2 separate regions of the Mus musculus genome follow, and region 2 is linked to region 1. The links are chromatin contacts, called in public promoter capture Hi-C maps. All regions are on one chromosome and are shown on one strand. The core of a region is the stretch at or near the end of the contact, and the rest is flanking DNA. Distances in the headings are between cores, read along the strand shown. Region 1 holds the start of Zfp109 (zinc finger protein 109). Region 2 holds the start of Zfp235 (zinc finger protein 235).

Region 1 (7,226 bases), core at 2,768-5,267:
TCAAATAGAAATAGCTAAGAGGAATCAAGATTTAACAGTTCAGATATATTTTATATAGATATATAGTCTTCAAAAACATCAAAAATCCACAAAATATGACATTTAATCAATTTATTATTATTAGAAAATTTGACTAGAGACATGTCTGCTCCTGACAGTACTCCCTTCATGGTTCAAAGAAGAAACTGAGCACCAAAACCTCAATATGGACTTGCTCCAGTTGTGGCAAAGTAGCCACTGGACAAAAATGGCCCCAATGCATCTACAGACAAATATACTGTCCAGGAAAGGATACAAGATGTAGGATAGTCGACAGCTTAGCTCTGCCAAGACAGAGTAGGCTAATCATTTATAGTTCCTGCCTCATCCAAAGTCTGCCTCATGGTTCTGGTCCAGAAGGCTGAAGACAGATGCTCCATTTTGAGGAATAGGGGACTGTCCAGGTAGCCAGCTGTCTCTACAATTTGTTTAAATTTTGGAAGCTATGTTTTTGTGCTTGCTATATATTCAGATAATGTTTAATTCATCCTCGGATTTCTGACAGGATTGAAAACTGTTATAGTCTCATAATCAAACTTTAATTGTTTAAAATTGAGGAAGATGATGTAGATTTGAAAGGATGGTTTTCAGCTGGCGATGCAAGTTAAAATCAAAACATAATTCAGGTAGAGAATTATAAGCTCTTTAAGTTAGGTTAGACGTTAGAGTAGTGTATATAAATTGACAAAATTGATGGACTGAAAGTTATGAGTGTATCGCATACCTTATAGTTTATATAACTGTTGCAGTATGTTATGGTTACAAGCTTATGGGATCCAGGGAGTGGAATGTGGTAGTTGGAGTGAGAATGGCTCTGAAAGGTTCATATGTTTGAAGCTGGCTGGCTCGAGCTTGCTGCCATGCTTCCAGCTGTGATGTAAGGGACTAAGCTTCTGAAACTCTAAACCTGCCCACAAATGAATGCTCTCTATTTCAAGAGTTGTCTTGGTCTTCCTCAGTTTCTTTCCTCAGAGACTTGAAGGTCTTTTCATACAGGTCTTTCACTTGCTTTGTTAGAGTTATACCAAGATGTTTCATATTATTTATGGCTATTGTAAAGGGTTTTGTTTCCCTCGTTTCTTTTTCAGCCTGTTTAGTCTTTGTATAAAGGAGGGTTACTGATTTTTTTTTTTTTTTAGTTAATTTTGTATCCAGTCACTTTGCTGAAGGTGTTTATCAGCTGTAGGAGTTCTCTGGGAGAATAGTTGGGGTTGCTTATGTATCATGTCATTTGGAAATAGTGGTGCTTTGACTTCTTCCTTTCCAATTTGTATTCTCTTGATCTCTTGTCTTATGGCTTGGTCTAGAATTTCAAGTACTATATTGAATAGATAGTGAGAATAAAAGGGCAACCTTGTCGTGTTTCTTATTTTACTTGAAATGCTTTAAGTTTCGCTCCATTTTTCATTTGATGCTGGCTACTTGCTTGCTGTATATTGGTTGAAGAATAGATAAGGAAATTTTGGAATACTGTTCAGGTATTAAAAACAAAGGCATTATGAATTCTGTAGCCAAATGGATGGAACTTGAGTGAGGTAACCCAGAGCCAGAAAGACACATGTGCCATGTACTAACTTATAAGTGGACATTAACCAAGTGCAGGATAACCATGTTATAATCTACAGACCCAAAGACACTGGGTAATAAAGAGGTTCCACGGGAGGGTGTGTGACTCTCTCTCAGAAGGGGAAACTAAATAGTCATCAGAGGTGGATGGAGAGAGGGAACTGGGTAGGAGAGGGGGTGAAGAGGGGAACAGGGATAGTGACCAGGTATGGGGAGAAGATGGGGATGGGAAAGGTCTAGGAGTGAGAATGGAAATTGGTGGGTGGCATTTCTGGTGACTAGCTGGAAGCCTGGGATGGCAAAAATATGGGGAGTCTATAGGGGTGACCCTAGCTGAGATTTCTACCAGAACGGGATAGAACCAGGCTGAAGTGGCCACCTCCTGTACTGGGAGGTAGGACTTCCATAGGAGAGAGGCAGACATCAGTCCACCCACAAAGCCTTCAATCCAAAATCTGTCTTGCCTACGAGACGTACTTGGATAAAGACGGAGTAGAGTCTGGGGGAACAGGCAACCAATGACTGACCCAACTTGAGACCCATCCCATGGGAGAGAGCCAACCCCTGACACTATTAATGATACTCCGCTATGCTTGCAGACAGGAACTTAGCATAACTGTCTCCTCAGAGGCTTCATCCGGCATCAGATGGAGGCAGATGCGCACACTCATAGCCAAACATCAGGCAATGTTCAGGGAGTCTTATGGAAGAGTTAGAGATAGATGTTAGCAAGCCCCGGGGGTCAGCGACACCACAAGAAAACCTACAAAGTCAACAAACCTGGGTCCATGGGGACTCACAGAACCTGGATCACCAACCAGGGAGCATGCACGAGCTGGACCTAGACCCCCCCTACACATTTGTAATAAATGTGCACTTTGGTCTTCATGTGGGTCCCCTAATAAGTAGAGAGAGAGCTATCTCTGACTCTGCTGCCTACCATTGGATTACCTTCCCACTACCTGTCTGTCTTGTTGGGCTGCAGTGGGCGAGGATGTGCCTAGTTCTGCTGGCACTAGATATCCCAGGGCAGGGTGATACAAAAGGGGGGCAGTGAGGGAGGAGGGATTTGTAAGGGTAGAATTGTGCTGAGAGGAGGGAGGGGGCTGTGATTGGGATGTAAAGTGAATTAAAAAACCAATAAATTATTGAAAAAGAGACAGAGGGAGAAAGGGTATAGGGGAGGTGGGGTAAGTAGAGAGGGAGGCAGAGAGAAGTGCCTAGGTGGTGTCTCTTCACAGCAATAGAATGTTGACTCAGATACTCTGTGTTTGACCACTAGGTCATTCCTCCAGCCCCTCACTGGGGGATTCTATGTAGGGACTCTGACTTTGCTGTGGAATCGAGTTCTTATAGTTGTGAAGTAAGTTTTAGCTTTTATAATACAGTATAATATGGGACTTCAATGTTTTAAAAAAGTATCCACAGCTGGTCATGGTGGCCTACCCCTTTAATTCCAACACTTGGGAGGCAGAGGCAGGCAGATCTATGAGTTCGAGGATAGCTGGTCTACACAGGGAGTTCCAGGACAGCCAGGGCTACACAGAGAAACTGTTTAGGAAAAAAAAAAAACAAAAACAACAAAGAAAACAAAACAAAAACAAAAAAAGAAAAGAAAAGAAAACAGTATCTATAGTTGTTGTTCATGAGGGTGTTGTTTGCCTCTATGACGGTGCTCCTCCACCTATTCACCCACTCTGCCTTCCCCCTCTGACATCCCCTACTCTGGGGCATCAAGCCTCCCTCTTCTCCCACTGATGTCAGATGGGGCCATCCTCTAATACATATGTATCTAGAGCCATGGGTCCCTCCATGTGTACTCTTTGGTTGGTGGTTTAGTCCCTGGGAGCTCTGGGTGGTCCAGTTAGTTGATATTGTTCTTCTTATGGGGTTGCAAACCCCTTCAGCTACTTCAGTCCTTCCCCTTGCTTTTCCATTGGGGTCCCCGGGGCCAGTTCGACGGCTGGCTGTATTTGCAGGTGTTGGTAGAACCTCTCAGGAAACAGCCAAACCAGGCTCCTATTAGTAAGTACTTCTTATCATCAGAAATATTGTGGGGATTTGGTGTCTGCAGGTGGGATGGATCCCTAGGTGGGGCGGTCTTTCCTTCAGTCTCTGCTCCATTTTTTTGTCCCTGTTTTTCCTTTGGACAGAAAGATTTCACGGTTTAAAATGTTGAGATGTGAGGATGGCTCCATCCCTCAAATGGGTGTAACCTTTCTAAGGAAGGTTTCTGATGGTGTCCTAGATGTGCTCCAAAGCCAGGCACTTTTGCTGACGCATTCTGGGAACTGTAGTTCCGGCGCCTGTGTAGGTCGAGGTCGCTTCCGCTCCGGGAGGCATGGTTACCTCCGGGTGTGCCAGGGAGGGGAGACGTGGAGGGTCCCGCGCCCCTTCAGGTGCCGCCGTGTTCCCTGAGTGTCCCGTGGGGACAGAGTCTGTGGACCGGGAGAAGCAGGCAGTGGTGGTGGCTGCGGCGGCGACCGGTTCTCTCTAGCTGGGCTCTTCCTGAGGTGGCGCTGCCAGGGATTCCTGGACCCATCTCAGCTGCTCCTGGAGCCCCGGGGAGAGTCTAGCTTCCCATGGGAGCCTGGTAGAGGAGCTGTGGTGACAGATGGCCAGTGTCCTAAAGCCTTAAGTGGTACGCAACTCTGGTTTTGATGTGACTTTTTTTTTTGCATTTATTTATTTGTTTATTTACTTAAAGAGTGGGGCGTGCCACAGCTTATAAAAAGTGGGAGTAGAGTCACTCCTCCACCATGTGGGGTCCAGAGACTCGAATTCAGCTGACCAGGCTCCACCACAGTACATGTACTCCTTGAGCCATATCGCAGGGGCAAAAACTCCCTTTTAAAGAAAGGGTTCAGGTTTTTGTTGGTCCTTATTTCATGCACGCGGGAATGGAGACTTTTTGGAGGCTTTTTCAGGTGAGCGACCTTCACTAGAATGTCAACCTTTTAGTGGTAGAGACAGAGGACTGGGAAGGGGGAGGGATTTCACTCCCGTGTATAGAAACAAGTATGTGTAAAATAGCCATCAAATTAACAGGCCCGTCTGAGAGTGACGGTCAGTTTTGACAGCGTTCATTAGAGAGTTCAGAGCTTAAAGAATTGCTTTTCTAGAAAACCCATCACCACAGGCGGCTTTGTGAAGGTAGGAGTACCCAGTATTCCTGAAGCTTCCAGAAACAGAGAATGTGGTGAGTCTGGTAACCCGGGAGCTTAGTAGAAAAGCCTGGTCAGCGCGCACAGCCCTTGGGGCTGATGGAGAAGCTGAGGAAGCCATGTGGAACAACTGTCCTAGCAGTGTTCTCACGAAGCCCTTCCTCCCCCAGCTTGCTTCCCAGAGCCCTGCCTTGTCTCAAAGAGAAGAGAACAATGACCAAGTTACAGGTAAGTCGGGTTGCTTCCCCCATCCCCACAGTGCTAGGGATTGGAAACAGGACCCCTGCATGCTGAGCAAGTGCTCTGCAGCCACCATAGCCTATTTGACAAGGTCCAGGCCACGGAAGGACCCTGTTCCCAAAACAAACAAAAACCCTAGACAGCACCTGAGGAAGGACACCAGAGGTTGGGCTGTAGCCTGTACATACATGTGTACCCTTGTGTACATATGTACACTCACATGCATGCACACATGTATACACACATGCACACAGAAAACTGCTCACCCTCACTTCCTGCATTGGACTTCCTGAGCATTCATATCCTGAACAACCAGGGAGCGTCTGGCTTCCGCACAGCTTCTGTGGTTGACCCAACTCAGATGATGAAGGAATGAAGAAAGGACAGACACACAGACATGTGTACAGACAAGCTGGGATCGAATGAGCTGTGTGCTCTGATGGAGACTCCCCAGCAGCCCTGAAACTCAGCGCATTTATTAGACACCGCTGAGCACCCAGGAGCCATGATTCAGGAAACTGCAGCATGAATACAAATGCACGGGTATTTTACATGGAGTTCAGCCAAGCTCCCCAGCTACACAGTACCCTCAGCTCCAGGGACTAGACGCTTGTTTTGTTAACAACAGTGGTGATTTTCACACGTAATTTGTAGTCACCAGGTATCCCTGATTCTCTGTATTCTGGCCTAAACTGGACACTTTAAAATTTTTTTGGGTACCTTGGTAAGTGATTAAAAATAGTTTTCTTGAAACTTTCACTTAATTGAATTTTTGTTTTAAAGTTATTATGTATATATCAGTGGAACACTATATATATAAATAAAATGCTTCTATATATATTGTGTGTATATGGACAGAACATTTAACATATATAACATTATATACACATATAATGTTATATAAATGTATAATGTAACCTTTATGGAACACTGTGTGGCCATGATTGGCATAATGCAGACAATGATGTTAGTTTTGTTGGACATATATTGGCTGCTTAATGCATATCATATTGTGTCTAAGGTCCCTCGGTGGACTCATTTAATCCCTTCAGGGATATGTGGAATGGAGATACTGTTATACACATGGGCAAACTGAGGCATTGAGAAGTTGCCAAGTTCTAGATTGTATGAAATTGACACAAAACCAGCCGGTACAGCCTGTTAGATGGACAGGGCTCAGGGCTTAATGATTGATTCAGACTTGAGTGCCGTCTGCCAGATACTCCTGGGCACACAAGCGTTTCATAAATTGGAGAACTTTTGGATTTGGGAACATTTGCATAGACTTTGCTAATAAAGGATTCTGAATCTGAAATTCATAATCTTGCTCAGCGCTAAGCATTCTAAGTGATGTCATCACTCATGAAATGGGTTTCAGAGCGCTTTGGATGAAGGTAAACCCACGCTGTACTGCCCAGGAGGAGCCGGGCATTGCCAGCTCCATTACATTGTCTCAGTGTAAGTCAGCACGTTACTCCCCACAGGGCTTGGTGCGCCCTAACTCTGCAATCCATGACTTCCCATTTAGTAGCGATGGACCTAGTGACGAAGCTGCAGTAATGACGCCAAGTTCCTTCCACAGTGTTTTCTCGTTTTTGTCCCACATCCCCTCTTTAGCCATGGAAAGGGTTGAATAGGTGTACTGCCTGGTGATGTGTGTCAACTTGACACCAGCTAGAGTCAGAAGGGAGGGAGGAGCCTCAGTTGAGGAGGAAATGCCTCCATAGGATCCAGGTGCAGGGCATTTTTTTTAATTAGTGAGTGATGTGGGAGGGCCCAGCCCACCGTGGCTGGTGCCATCCTGGGCTGAAGGTCCTGGTTTATACCAGAAAGCAGTCTGAGCAAGCCTTAATGAGCAATCCAGTAAGCAGCACCCCTTCATGGCCTCTGCATCACCTGCCTCTAGGTTCCTGCCCTCCTTGAGTTCCCATCCTGACTTTCTGCAATAGTGAACAGGAATATGGACGTGTAAGCCTAGCAAACTTCCCTGCCCAACTTGCCTTTTGGTCATGGTGATTTGTCCCAGCAATAGAAGCCATAACTAAGACAACAGGCTCTGTGTAAGCAGTTGCTCAGGTCCTAGTGGCATTGGGAATGGATCTGAGGTGGCATGTGCTTGCCGTCACAGGAGGCAGTGACCTTCAGGGACGTGGCCGTGGTCTTCAGCGAGGAGGAGCTGGGGCTGCTGGACGCTGCTCAGAGGAAGCTGTACCACGA
Region 2 (7,296 bases), core at 3,477-5,976, 110 kb after region 1:
CCATCTCCTCTTCACTGAAGACTACGGCCACATCCCTGAACGTCACTGCCTCCTGTGACAGCAAGCACATGCCACCTCAGATTCATTTCTGATGTCACTGGGTCTGGACAACTGTTTATACAGTGTCTGTTGTCTAAGTTAGGGCTTCTATTGCTGGGACAAATCACCATGAACAAAAAGGCAAGTTGGGAAGAAAAGGGTTTATTAGGCTTACACTTTCATATTCCTGTTCATTATTGAAGGAAGTCAGGACAGGAACTCGAGCAGGGGCAGGAACCTGGAGAAAGGAGCTGATGCAGAAGCTATGGAGTGGTGCTATATACTGGCTTGCTCAGCATGTTTTCTTATAGAACCCAGGACCTCAACTGAGGCTCTTTGATGACTCTCGCTGGTGTCAACTTGACACGTAACACCAGCCAGTATACCTATTCACCCCTTTCTATAGCTACAGAGGGGATAGAGGCAAAGAGAAAACACGGTACAAGGAACTTGGTGCCATTTCCACAGCTGGGTCAGTAGGTCCGCCACCGTTAAATGGGAAGTCACGGATTCCAACCCATGTCGGGAGTCATGTACTGACTTTGTACTGGAAAGAGCTGACAATGCCCTGCTCCTTCTGGGCAGTACAGTTCAGGTGTATCTTCAGTCACAAATCCAAACTGCTCTGAATGACAGTCCATGAATGATGACATCATTTAAAATGTTTTATGTTGTGCAACATTATGAATTTTAGATTCAGAATACTTCATTAGTAAAATCTGTTCTTTCTTGATGCCCTCATTGCCCAAGGTAGGTCAACCCCAGAAGGTTTGCAGATGGTGGTAGCCAGATGCTCCTTGGTTATTCAGGATATGAATTTCAAATGCAGGAAATGAGGGTGACCAGTGATCTGTGTGCACACGTATGCATACATGTCAGTGTACCTATGTACATGAGGGTGCACATGCATTTAGAAACTAGAAGACAGCCTTTGGTGCAGGCCATCATTTTTTTTTTGGGGGGGGGGGCGGAAATAGGGCCTTTCACTGGCCTGGAACTTGCCAAATAGGCTAGGATGGCTGCCAGTGAGTACCAGGAATCTTCTTGCCTCCAGAGTCCCAGAAACAGGAGACCTGCTTTGGCAAGATGGAAAAAAAAAGCTGGACTCCCAAAATGTATCCTGTGAGATCTACATGCACTCCTTGGCATGCTTACAACCAACCCCCTCACACAATAATGGTAATACAAAATTTTAAAGTAAAAATATAATTCATAACCCACATGAGTATGGAGACCTCATACTGAATTGTACAATAAAATTAGGCAAATAGTGGAAAATGTCATTTTTTTAAATGTAAATGAACTAAAGGGATTTTAAAATGTATGTGTACACCATCTGTTTGTGTGTAGATGTGTGTGTGTGCAGGTGCCCTGGGAGGCTAGAAGAGAGCGTTGAACATCCTCTAATTACATATAATTGGAGTTACAGGCAGTTGTAAGCTATCAGGTGTGAGTGCTGGGAACCAAACTGAGCTAGTGCTCTTAACTACTGAGCCATCACTCCAGCCCACTTTTTCAAATTCTTTTTACTCATCCTTGTACACTTTCCCAAGTGCAGTGCACTTTGAGCACATGTCCCACTGTCCTCTCTTATCCCTCCTCCTTCCAGACCTTTCTTCTCAGCAACTTCCCCTCTTCCTTCATGCAGTTCAGAGAGGCTCTGTGTAGAGCACTTGCCCAGCATGCAGGGATCATGTTTCCAATCCCTAGCACTGTGGGGATGGGGGAAGCAACCCAACTTACCTGTAACTTGGTCATTGTTCTCTTCTCTTTGAGACAAGGCAGGGCTCTGGGAAGCAAGCTGGGGAAGAGGGGCTTCGTGAGAACACTGCTAGGACAGTTGGTCCACATGGCTTCCTCAGCTTCTCCATCAGCCCCAAGGGCTGTGCAGGTTGACCAGGCTTTTCTACCTGCTTCCTGCTAATCAGTAGTGTAAGGCTCCAGGTTACCAGGTCATGCGTGCCTCACTTCACTCACAGCAAAGGGTTAGACAAGCCCACAATTCTCTATTTCTGGCAGCTTCAGGGATGCCGTGTACTCGCACCTTCACAATGCTGCCTGTAGTGATGGGCTTTCCATAAAAACAAATGTTTAAGAAGTCTCGAGCTCTCTGATGAACGCTGTGTCATAACTGACCACCACTATCTAAGGGTCTGTTAATGTGACAGCTATCTTACATATAACTATTTCCTTACACAGTAGTGAAATCCCCACCCCCATATTCTCTCCTTCTAAAAATTTTAAATTCTAGTAAACGTTGCTCATCTGCAAGAGCCCCCACCAAGTTTCTTTTCCCACATACATGAAGATAATCACCAATAAAAAGCTAAACCCTCTCTAAGGAAAGGGGAGTTTGGCCTTGCGATATGGCTCAAAGGGTATGAGCGACTGCTGCTGAGGCTGACCACCTGAGTTCAAGACTCTGAAGCCCACGTGGTGGAAGGAGTGACCCTACTCCCACAGGTAGTTTTCTGACCTATTCCTTTTATCAGCTATGGAACGTCCCACTCTTTAAGTAAATAAACAATGAAATATATGCAAAAAGAGCACATCAAAACCAGAGTTGCATACCACTTAAGGCTTTAGGACACTGCTATCTGCCATCACCGTTCCTCTGACAGACTCCCGTGGGAAGCTAGACTCTCTCCAGGGCTCCACAAGCAGCTGAGACGGGTCCAGGAATCCTGGGCAGCGCCGTCTCAAGCAGAGCCCAGCTAGAGAGGACCGGCCGACGCCAGCGGTGCCCCTCTTCTCCCCGGAGATGCAGACTCGGTCCCCGAGAAGACACACCGAAACACCAGCACACAGAAGGGTCGCGGAACGCTGCAGGATGTCACCTCATCAGAAGTACTGCCAGGGAGCCTGGCCTTGCGGCAGCGGAAGTCACCTCAGCCGTCACTGGCGCTGGAACTACAATTCCCAGAATGCGTCAGCGGAAGCGCCTAGCTCTGTGCTTTTTCCGGGACTACATTCCCCAGACTACTAAAGCCTCCATATGTTCCAAGCTCTTTTAACTGGCATGTGAGCCTTAGAAATCGCTTTTTGGGAGCTCGCTCACCGGGGGTGCTTTTCGGTTTCTTTATTTTTGAAATGCCATGTAAGACATCTATGGATACTTTTTTATTTCTGTTCTGTTTTGTTTTGTTTTGTTTTTTCCCCGAGGCAGTTTCTCTGCGTAGCCCTGGATCTCCTGGAATTCTGTTTGTAGATCAGGCTGGCCTCAAACTGAGAGATCCCTTTGTCTCTCGCTCCCGGGTGCTGGGATAAGAGGTAAGCACCACCATGCCCAGCTGTGGGTCCTTTTTAAGAACACTGAAGTCTCATTTTATATTATATTATAAAAGCTAAAACTTCAACTGCTCAGCTATAGGAGCCTGATTCAGCAGCAGAGGCAGAGTCCCTGAATAGAATCCTCCAGTCACAGGCTGTGGGAGTGATGGTAGAGCACAGGGTGTCTGGGTCACTATTCTACTGCTATGAAGAGACACCATGATCAAAGCTTGTTTCAGAGGCTTAGTCCATTAACATGGCAGAAAGCATGGCTCCCTGCTATTTCCAATCATTCAAATACATAGATGTATGGGGGCCACTGTTAGTCAAACCATCACACTCTGCTACCTGTCTCGATAAGCCTTTGCCCATATCATAATGCCAAATGCGTTCAGCCCAACTTCAAAAGTCCCCACCATCTATTGCAATCCCAATATTTTTTAAAAATCTAAATGTCAAACTTTTATGATACTCATGACAATCTCTTCATTGTAATTCCCTGTAAAATCAAAATCAAAAAGCAGACCACATAATCCAATGTGTTATGGCATAAAATATACTTTACCATTTCTTAATGGGAAGGCAGTATAGTGAGGAAACACTGGACCATAGCAAGACTAAAAACCAAAGGTGGAGGCCAAACTCTGCATCTCCATGCTGATGTCAAAGCACTCTTCAGATGCTTTACTCTTTCGGCTATGTTGGCTGTAACACACTTGTCTCTCTCAGGCTGGTTTCACCTCAGTCTGCAGCTCTCTGCAGCTGGGATCCCATAGTTCTGGCATCTTCAACATCTTGTGGTCTCCGACATAATCCAGGTTCACAGCTTCACTCAATGCCCTCTCTTGGCCACTATGCAGGAACTCTCCTATACTACAACTGCCTTCAGGGCATTTCCTTCATTACTAAGGGAGGCTCAAGAACCCTTTTCTTGTATCCTTGACTCTAAAGCCAGAACCAAGTGTTTCTTGTATCCTTGACTCTAAAGCCAGAACCAAGTGGCCAAAGCTGGCATGTTCTGCTGCTCGATGGTCTGGACCTTGGCCCCATCCGATTCTATGTCCACTATCTTTCTGGAACTGATGGCCTTCCTCGTGCTGAAGCTGGAACTGATGGCCTCCCTCATGCTGAAGCTGTACTGATGGCCTCCCTCATGCTGAAGCTGGAACTGATGGCCTCCCTCATGCTGAAGCTGGAACTGATGGCCTCCCTCATGCTGAAGCTTTTCCTCTTCCTTCTCACAGGCTGGAGGCTTCGCTGGGTGGGGTGTTGCCCTGAGGTCAGCACTCCCTTTATAGCATTCAGAATCAGGCTTTTCCTTAAGCCTTCACGGTGCTTCTTTTCTCCTCACACTCCACACTGCATAGTTCTTTCTGTCTGGCTTGCTCCTCCTCATGCTGGATCTCCATGAGAGCGACTGCTAATAACCACAAGACACAGTCAACACAAGGCTGTCTGGAAATCTCCCCTGCTTATGCCAGTAATACAAAACTCATCAACTTAGCTTCAGGCAGATTTTTAGGATGAGGACAAAAATCACCCACTTTTTTTCCTCAGTATATGACTAGAATGGTTTAGGCCATGTACTGTTTGCCTCTGAAACTTCTTGAGCTGCCCCCCACCCCCAGCTCAAATTGCCCTTGTCTTGCATTCTCCTCCTAGGATGACCCACTAAGCTCTACTAATCAAAAAGCACTTAATAATTTTGTAGTGGAAAGTCCTAAAGTCTTCCATATTCCTTCAACAAACAGCATGGTCAGGCTTGTCACAGCAATACTCCAGTCCCTGGTACCAACTCCTGTCTTGGTCACTGTTCTATTGCTTTGAAGAGATACCACAAGTCCAAGCAACTCTTACCAAAGGAAGCATTTAACTGGGGGCTGGCTTACACTTTCAGAGGTTTAGTCCTTTATCAGAGCAGGAACATGGCAGCAGGCAGGCATGATGCTGAAGAAGTAGCTGAGACTTAGATCCTGATCCATATGCAGAGAGGCAGAGAAAGAGAAATGGACTCACATGTGCTTTTAAAATCTTGATGCTCATACCCAGTGATAGACTTTTTCCAAGAAGGCCACGCCTGCTCACCTTTTAAATCCTTTCAAGGAGTTCCACTCCCTGAAGACTAAGCATTCAAATATATGAGCTATGGGGGCATTCTCAGTCAAACCACAACCTGCCTAGAATCCCCCAGTGAAGGGCTGGGAGCCTGGCTCAGTGGTAGTACTGACACCTGACGTATGTGACTCCTGTATTTGTGCCATAATTACTCTTCTTCTTCCAAACATGCACACACACACACACACACACACACACACACACACACACACACACACTAATTGGAAGCAAAGGGTAAGTAAAACTGGAAAAGCTGTTTTCTTGAGTGCACCAGAAGCTAGGTTTGAGAAACACTGGATTTAACTCATAGCCAATGCTGTGTCCTTGGATATTCACCACCCATACAACCTACAGATACAACAAAAAAAGAAAACCATTTATTGATTCTCACAATAAAAGCAAAGTGCCATATTGAAGCCGGCAAGAAGACTCCATACCAGCTAGCCTGACCTCTTAGTGTGGCAGAAACAAGAGACCCTGCCCGTGGCCTGCAAATGCCTTGGCAGGTACAGGCCCGGGGACCTGAGTTCAATCCTTGAAACACACACAGTGGAAGGAGAGAGCTGACTTTCTGTAATTTACATCTGCCTCTACCACAGGTGCTGCAGCACACTGGTGTACACACACACACACTCACACACACACACACACACACACACACACACAGAGGCATGCAAACACAAATTAATAAATAAATACATAAATAAAGTAAATGACATATTACAGGAAGACGGCTTACTTTGTCTCAGCGAGTTGACAATCCACTTCTGAGCCAACCATGCTGCAGCCACATGTCAGCTTCTTGCTTGGAGGACAGTTCAACTCAGTGCTACTCTCTTGTTCCATCTCCCTCCCTAAAACATAACAAAACCATGTCCATTTACCATGGAGTCTCAGGATCTGCTCTAGCTTGTAGCTCAGGTTATTGACCTAAGTCTAGAATACTGTGTCAGAGACAAGAGTATGGACTGTGTTTACTCCACTGTTATACACCCATTCAATCCTTCTTAAACAGGTTCAGTGTGTGTGTGTGTGTCTGTCTGTCTGTCTATCTGTCTGTGTCTGTGGGTACAGGTGCCCTTGTGGGCTACAAGTGGATGCCAGATCCCCTTGGGCTAAAGTTACCTGTGATTTGTCAACTTGCAGGGAAGAGGGAGCCTCAGCTGAGGAGATGCCTCCATGAGACTGGGCTGTATGCAAGTTTATGAAGCATTTTCATTATTAGTGGTTGATGTGGGAGGGGCCCAACTCACTGTAAACGGTGCCAGCCCTGGGCAAATGGTCCGCAGGTATATAAAAAGGCAAGCTGAGCAGTCAGGACTGGCTTTTGATCCCAGCACTCGGGAGGCAGAGGATGGAGGAATCTGTGAATTTGAGCCCAGACTGGTTTACACAGTGAATTCCAGGACAGCCAGAGCTCTATCTCAACAAACAAACAAACAAACAAACAAACAAACAAACACCTAGCAATCCATGGACAGCAGCAAGCCTGTTGGCAGTGTTCCCCCATGGTTCCTACTCAGGCTTCCTTCAGAGATTGACTATGATTGGCAGGTCCAGCCCAAGATGGTTTTGTTCAGTGATTATCACAGTAACAGAAACCAAACCAGAACTGGAAGTTCTCTCCTCCATTTGGAAATGTGTCCAATAAACATCAAATTTAATGAGTCCAGTCATCCCTGATCTCAAGTTTTCCTCAGTAGCAAGGAGCCTGTGAGTTGTTTGTGTGGGGGTTTCTAAGGACAGGTGACATGTAACTCTCCATAGAAACATGTATGAGTGTATATATACATATATATAATACAGCTTGCTGGCATCACACAAAGTCAGCAAAATAACCTCTGAAAGTATAATGAAATTACAAAGATACAA

What was found. Promoter capture Hi-C pulls out the DNA fragments that hold promoters and counts their contacts.
Region 2: a contact with region 1 is called in a promoter capture Hi-C map of liver. The contact joins the promoter of Zfp235 here to the promoter of Zfp109 in region 1. A contact is called at or near these places in 7 of 39 promoter capture datasets (cranial neural crest, embryonic stem cells, frontonasal cranial neural crest and 3 more), 11 of 484 Hi-C or Micro-C datasets (the G1E-ER4 cell line, LSK cells, cerebral cortex and 6 more), 6 of 115 datasets of contacts at active chromatin or transcription factors (embryonic stem cells, neural progenitor cells and stem cell-derived neural progenitor cells) and 2 of 9 other capture datasets (adipose tissue and liver).

What each region holds. Positions count from the first base shown.
Region 1 is chr7:24,234,389-24,241,614 of GRCm38.p6, reverse strand. Zfp109 (zinc finger protein 109) reads left to right here and starts at 4,017. Exons shown (of 4, transcript NM_020262.3): 1 at 4,017-4,532; 2 at 4,940-4,997; 3 at 7,138-7,226. The coding sequence starts at 4,983.
Region 2 is chr7:24,129,802-24,137,097 of GRCm38.p6, reverse strand. Zfp235 (zinc finger protein 235) reads right to left here and starts at 4,726. Exons shown (of 5, transcript NM_019941.3): 1 at 3,875-4,726; 2 at 2,611-2,949; 3 at 1,783-1,840; 4 at 1-52. The coding sequence starts at 1,797.